Regions from separate parts of the Zea mays genome. Here region 1 is linked to region 2. The links are chromatin contacts, called in public Hi-C maps. All regions are on one chromosome and are shown on one strand. The core of a region is the stretch at or near the end of the contact, and the rest is flanking DNA. Distances in the headings are between cores, read along the strand shown.

What was found. Hi-C and Micro-C count contacts between places; a contact is called where the count stands out from the background.
Region 1: a Hi-C map of ear shows a contact between it and region 2, with 4 times the contacts expected there. The contact joins two enhancer-like sites. A contact is called at or near these places in 9 of 25 Hi-C or Micro-C datasets (ear, endosperm, leaf and 3 more).

The regions. Positions count from the first base shown.
Region 1 is chr9:93,157,722-93,161,142 of Zm-B73-REFERENCE-NAM-5.0, reverse strand. It overlaps LOC100216965 (solute carrier family 35 member B1), which reads left to right. Exons shown (of 7, transcript NM_001143346.1): 7 at 2-621. The coding sequence ends at 422. Among protein-coding and RNA genes, the nearest start is that of LOC100216965, 11 kb to the left of the region's middle. Within about 2 kb of position 1,677, at least 18 of the 20 cell types and tissues checked have an H3K27ac peak or open chromatin away from gene starts, as enhancers often do. A contact at or near this core is called in ear and tassel, where this site is marked.
Region 2 is chr9:92,912,180-92,915,456 of Zm-B73-REFERENCE-NAM-5.0, reverse strand. No RefSeq gene overlaps it. Among protein-coding and RNA genes, the nearest start is that of LOC103638669, 9.6 kb to the right of the region's middle. Within about 2 kb of position 1,261, at least 5 of the 20 cell types and tissues checked have an H3K27ac peak or open chromatin away from gene starts, as enhancers often do. A contact at or near this core is called in ear and tassel, where this site is marked.

The sequences.
Region 1 (3,421 bases), core at 428-2,927, 250 kb before region 2:
GGTACCCAAAAACAAACCCATGGGATATAATGCTTGGCATGAACCTCTGGGGGACCATATATAATGCTGTAATTATGTTTGTTGCGCCATTACTATTCAGTAACTGGCCATATGCAAATGGTTTTGAGGCATTGAGATTTTGCCAGGAGAACCCAGAGGTGGCCTGGGACATTTTCCTATTCTGCCTATGTGGCGCCGTGGGGCAGAACTTCATCTTCTTAACCATCAGCCGGTTTGGCTCTCTTACTAACACAACAATCACTACCACCCGTAAATTCATGAGCATTGTGGTTTCATCCGTCATCAGTGGCAATCCATTATCTTTGAAGCAATGGGGTAGTGTTGTGATGGTCTTCTTAGGCCTCTCTATCCAAATATATCTCAAATGGAAGAGAAAGAAAGGCAGAGAGCACAAGGAGTAAGCTTGATTCTTCAACCTTTTCTGATTTGTAACTTCAATTGGACAGATCTCTTGTGAGGTTGACCAGGATAACGTTAATGCAGTCTGTTTGAAATTAGGAACTTTTACATGGATTATTATGAGTGATACCAAGTGTGAGGCTGAGCTATTGGTAACAGCTCTAATTTATGTTCTAGAGGGAGGATTCATGTGTTTCACTTAAATGTTGATCTCGTGGATTTGTCTTATGCTACTAGAAGAAAATACCCACCTAAACAATATAAGGAATATACGAATAGTCCTTAACTCAGGAGCCTAACTCGGTGAACATAGCAGTTTTTTTCTTACTTGTGGAGCATAAATTTAACTGATGATTCCTTTTTTTATCTTTTAAATTTGAATTTGATTTTAAAATTCGAACCTGAAAACTATATTGAAATGCTCATTGAATGAAGTGGAGAAGATGGCAGAAGCACAGGACTTAAAATCAGCATAGGACTTCAAATTAGATCATATGGTCGTCTGCTTTCTTCCCACTGCCAAGGGCGCAGTCTTATTCATCCTATCCTATTTCAAATTTCAATCTATATGCAGTGCAGTTCCTATCCCATTTCAAATTTCAATCTATATGCAGTGCAGTCTATGTAGTGTAAAACAATGTTTTCCATGATCATATAGACGATTTGTCGACCACATCTTTAGAGATATAAATATACATGGTTAAGGATAGAGATAGAATCTTAAAATTATAATAGATTTAGACTTTGAGTCATATTAGGCCATGTATCAAATAATGAGCATAAATAGCAACCAAGGCAAGTTAAGCAAGGTTGTTCTAATTTCTTTTTCATACTCCCTTCGTTGCTAGTTATATGTTGTTTTTGGCTTGTTTAGATAGGTTTTGGTTGTTTTATCTATCTAGAAAAGTCAAAATAATTAGCTATTATTTTATTTACGTGGACCACCTTGCTAGTTATGTTTTATTCTAGTCTCCGAATTGTTGAATTAATAATCGGAAGAAACAAAGACGACGAAGTCGCTGTCCAGTGTCGATTGCTACCGTCAATGAGCAGTGGGCTCATTTCTTGTCAACAAACATTATTAACGTGAATGGTCATGGTAAAATCCGTGTTTATTTTGACCATATGCGTGACGCATCGGTGCGTGGCTCACAAGTCACAGCCCGGACGCAAACGCTCGGAGATTCCTCTGCGACGTCCCCCCTACGGCGGCCGCCTCTTTGGCGCGTTGGCCCCAGCACTCTGCGCGTGCCCTCACTGCCGAAGCGCTGTCCGTGCTTCCCATGACCTTCTCGACGCACCGCTGCAGCTCACGACGCTCCACCACTCCGTCGCCGTCCACCCGCGCACGCACGCCCACGCCCGCAGATGCCTCCACTAGTGCTGCCACGGTCGGCTGGTCCGCCCACCTCGGCACGGCTACCATCGGCACGCCGCCTGTAATGCTCTCCAGCGTCGAGTCCCACCGGCAGTGCGTGACGAAGCACCCGACAGCGCCGTGCGACAGAACCTTCGTCTGGTTGCACCACTCCACCACCATCCCCTTCCCGCTACCATCGCTACCACCATTGTTGCCCTTGCGTGCCACCAGGAGGTATGCCCGGCCGGTGGCCTCCAGGCCGCGCCTCAGCTCCTCGTCCTGCCGCTTGCTCAACGAGAGGATGCTGCCGAAGGACACGAACACCACGGAGCGCGCCGGCATCGTGTCCAGCCAGCCCATGCACGCGGTGGCATCGTTGGGCTGGAACAACTCCACGCATGGCCTGCACGGCTCATCCACCACCACCGGGCCCACGGCGATGAGGTTGAACCGCGGCACCGCGCGCAGCGCCTCGGGTTCCAGCGCGTCGAACGTGTCCACGAGCACAGTGGGCCCGTGTTCATCAAGCGCCAGGAAGATGTCGCGCAGCATGTCGAGCGTCAGGTAGTTGCGGCTCCCCGGCGAGGCCATGGACGCGAAGGACGGGAGGGCGTCGGCCTTAAGCGGCGGGAGGCCCGGCAGGCGGACGGTGGCGTTAGGGTCCGCGTCGGCGTCGCCCGCGCAGGAGTCCAGGAGCGCGCCGTGGCCGTGGAAGCAGTGGTAGTACACGGCGAACACAGTGGCCGGCTTTACCCAGTACAGCGCCGCGGGGACGCCGCCCGCGCGCACGACCGCGGGGACCCACCCGACGAGCGCGGTGTACACGACGCGCGTCACGGGGTGACCCCGCCTGGCGAGGCGGGCGACGATGGACGCGAGCGTCTCGGACCCGACTTGGCGCGCGCGCTCCCTGTACGCGCCGACGCCGTGCGCCTCCGGGTTGAACCCGCCGTCGAAGCCGTCCGAGTAGGGGATGTACGAGACGACGCCCTGGACGACCTCGCCGTCGGGGGACGTCAGGTGCGGGAACATGTGGCGGTGGCCGCTGACGGCGGTGGAGAAGGTGACGCGCGCGTTCGGCATCGCCGCCGCGACGCGCACCGCCAGCCGCCGCGCCGGGTTGATGTGGCTTTGCATCGGATCGGTCACAAACAGGAAGTGATCCTGTATCGTCGCCATCGGCCTCGATCTGGCCGGCACAGAATCAGGTGAGCTTACCATCTTCGTGCCTACTGCTACAACGATGTTCGTATGATTGTGTGATTGCGACCTATAGCAATCCAAGGGCCATCTATTTATATGCGCATTCCGATGAGATCTAGAATGGTTGCTCTGTGTTCGAGAATGACACCTCGACACGCATGGGCCGGCCGCTGGCTTAACTGTCTGCTCAGTAGGTTTCTTGTTGCTGTCGTCGAGTCTGATCCAAAGATTATGAAGATAAACACGTCTGGATCCAGCCGCTGAAAAATCCAGCATTGCATTCGAGGAAGATTCTACATGACGACGTCCTATGTCCATCCAATGACATCTATGAACATACTAATACAATGTCCGTATGATCGCCGCACACAAATTATTCAACAAAATATTAGTGCACAATAGTTATATAAAAACGAACAACACATATATTATCGACCT
Region 2 (3,277 bases), core at 12-2,511:
GCAGAGCGAGAGAGAGGGCGAGGGAGCTGGGCAGAGGGCGCAAATGAAAGAGGGGAGGTGGGCGAGCAGGGCGCGGGGCTCAAAAGGGGCGTGGGGGCTCGGACGTGGCCGAAGAACGCACGGTCGTGGGCGCGTCCACGGCGGGGAGATCATGGGTGATAGGTTAGAGACGGGCTGACAGGTGGGGATGGCGGGGCAGAGAGAGGGAGAGCGGGTGCGCGCGAGAGAACCAGCGCCGACAGGTCTGGCCCACGGGACAGAGAGTGGGAGAGAAGTGAGCGCGCTAGCTTGCACCGACAGGGGGCCCGCCTGTCAGACATAGGGGGGTGCGCGCGGGCTGGGCTTATTGGTCTGGCTTGGGCCAAAATGGCCTTTTCTATTTTCCTGGAATTTCTATTGCCTTTTCTATTTATTTTCTCTAGAGTTTTCAATTCAAATTCAATTCAAGTTTCAAATTCAAACCAAATCAAATACGTGCAACAATTCAAAGAATATTTAGGCTCAATATGATGCAACATTCCATGACTCATATGTTTTGGGGCAAAATAAAATAAATAATCCCTCACTAATACAACTAACTCTAATTAAAAGAGAAAGAGAGAGGGAAAACTAGAGAGAGAGAGAGAAACTAGAGTGAGATAGAGAAAAGTAACACCTGAATTTGGATGATCATAAAAAAGAAATTTTATACCCTCAAATTCAGGGTGTTACAGTCCCCCATATTTAAATAGTAAAATATTAAAACTATGCACAAATAGAGATTTGAATCATGGTGTTGGATCTAAACTCACATTCACAAAAACCTAACTACCAACGGAACATACATATATTTGTGTCTTATATTGTACATGTAAGCATAAATGAAAACTGTAGTAACGTAAGACACTTTGCTAGTTAAAATGAAATGCGTGTTTGGTTCATCCATCTGTGATTTCTTAATTCAGAAAAGCATTCTCCTCCCCTTCACTTGCACCGCTCCCCTGCGATACGGAGGACATCCGTTTGCCTGTTTTAGGCTTTTGATGTAGCTGCAAGTGAGTTCTGTGCGAGCACTGCAGATCCAGACAGAAGCTTGAACTTGGGAACAACAAACACTTGGGTAGCTGCTCGACCATGACATCTTTTCTGAGTACAAATGAGTAGATTCCCTTGAACATGACAGCTTTCGGCGCCGATCACATGACACACAGTTCATGCATTGCCATTTGCATGTGTCACTCTTGAGTGCTGCTCCCTGCACTTGACACACGGTCCATGACTCCATCGACTGAATTCCGGCGGACGACAGTCGACAGAGGCACATGTCCGCTTCAAGTGCTGGTGCTGCTCCTTCCAGCGTCTACAAATGCCACGAGATTTATATGACGAGCCTCCTTTTCCTATAGCTTCCGCAACTACCCGCTTCCATTCCCCTGCCATGCGCCTCACCTTAGCCGTGGCTGTCTCGTCCCCCATGACATCCTCGACGCACCGCCCCAGCTCCGCGGCGCGCAGCACACAACCACCGTCCACCTGCGCTGTTAGCAACTCCGTCGACTAGTGCACGAACAACAGTTGCTGGGGGCGTAGGTAAAGGAAGAAGAGATGTCGTGGGGAAGAAGAAGATAGGAGTAGCTGTGAAAATGGATTTGCTATTTTGGTTATTCGATATCCTTACAATTGCCTAAGTTGTATCCTTTATACTTTCTCGGCAGCTCGGCCCAGCTAACCCTTACACGACCAACTCGGCCCAGTAATACAGACGTTGCCACACTTCTCACGCCTTGGACGTGCTCAGTTACTTGCCTCGGCAGACCCTCGGCTATCTCCATCCTTGTCGTCCGTGATTGGCGCAGCCGCCTCTTGTGTAACAGGGCTGACATTCCCCACTCCTCGAAATATGGCTTGCCGTCAAGCCACTGACAGTGTAGACAACGATTGATGGCTCAACTTCTGCTTTAGACGCCATATATCCCAATCCGAGAATATGACACATCACATTAAGGCCCGCAATGACACTGTCGTCCGTGGTGGCCTGCCTCTGCGAGTCATTGAAGTAGACGGTACTGTCACCACTGCGTCATTGATGGTGGAATCGCTATAGGCTTTTGCAATCTCCTTCATCTTGATGAGGACCACAGAGGAGATCTCCTCAGCAGCGAACTGCTTCTCCTCACCCTTGTAGTTGACTACAATCATGGGCTTGTCACCAGGGCCTGAGATGACCTTGAACAGCCATAGCTTCATGACACTCTGCACTGACGGGTCATAGAACCTCCTGCCGATCAAACGCTTGGCTAATTGGAGCAGCTGAGGGTGTGCGATAGTGCCGAATTTTTTGCATTTTGGTCCTTCATCGGAAAAAAATTCACGTTTAGACCCTAGAAAATTTTAATGTCATTTTTGGACCCTTTACTCGGCGCCGTAGCCTGTGGCGCCGAGGTAACACAGCTCGGCGCCATAGGCTATGGCGCCGAGGTACGTGCTGCGTTGGCACAAACGGACGTCGTGGCGCCGACGTGGTACCGAGCTCGGCGCCATAGATCTTGGCGCCGAGCTCCGTTCTGTATAGAAAACTTGTCTAGCTCAGTTGGTAAAATACAAGGCTCTTAAACTTGTGGTCATGGGTTCGAGCCCCACGGTAGGCGTTTTTAAATACTTTTTGTCTTTGTCACTTATTTATTTTATTTTTGTCTTTGTCATGGCAGCCATAATCACTTTCATCAGAAAAGAGGTTTGTTTTCTTGCTTGTCGCTACAGATCGTTTTTCCGGGCTTCATCAGGAAGAGCACTTGCCATTCTAAGGTTCAATGAAGCGGGTCGAAATATGGCTTGCTTACTTCTACTTCCTTCCGTTCGTGTAAGCACTCATGCTTCCACTTCACTCTCCTCTCGAAAGCCAGGCCAGGTTCTAAGTCCGGTAGGTCACTAGCAGTTCGAGAAGAAGGGTTTTGTTTGATTCACGAGTTCACTCAACAACCGGATTTGCCCTCGATACCCAAGAAGAAAAAGTGGATTTCCCTTAGGGCCACAACTAATTAGGCAACCCTATTTTCCCTCAGGAGATCAGGAGAGTCGATGGTTGATTCGAAAAGTCCCTCTCGCCTAGTGGCTAAACTAAAGAATCCGATGGCACGCTTGGGATCTAACCAGCACCAGAGATCTTTGTTTCAATACGCCGATCCGATCCTTGAAATACGCCGATCTACCAAACAGCTTGCTTGCTTTTAGTTGACGGGCAAACCTGAGCACTAACTAGTCCTGTTCCACTTCTGAATCTACGTCAAATTTCCGGAAA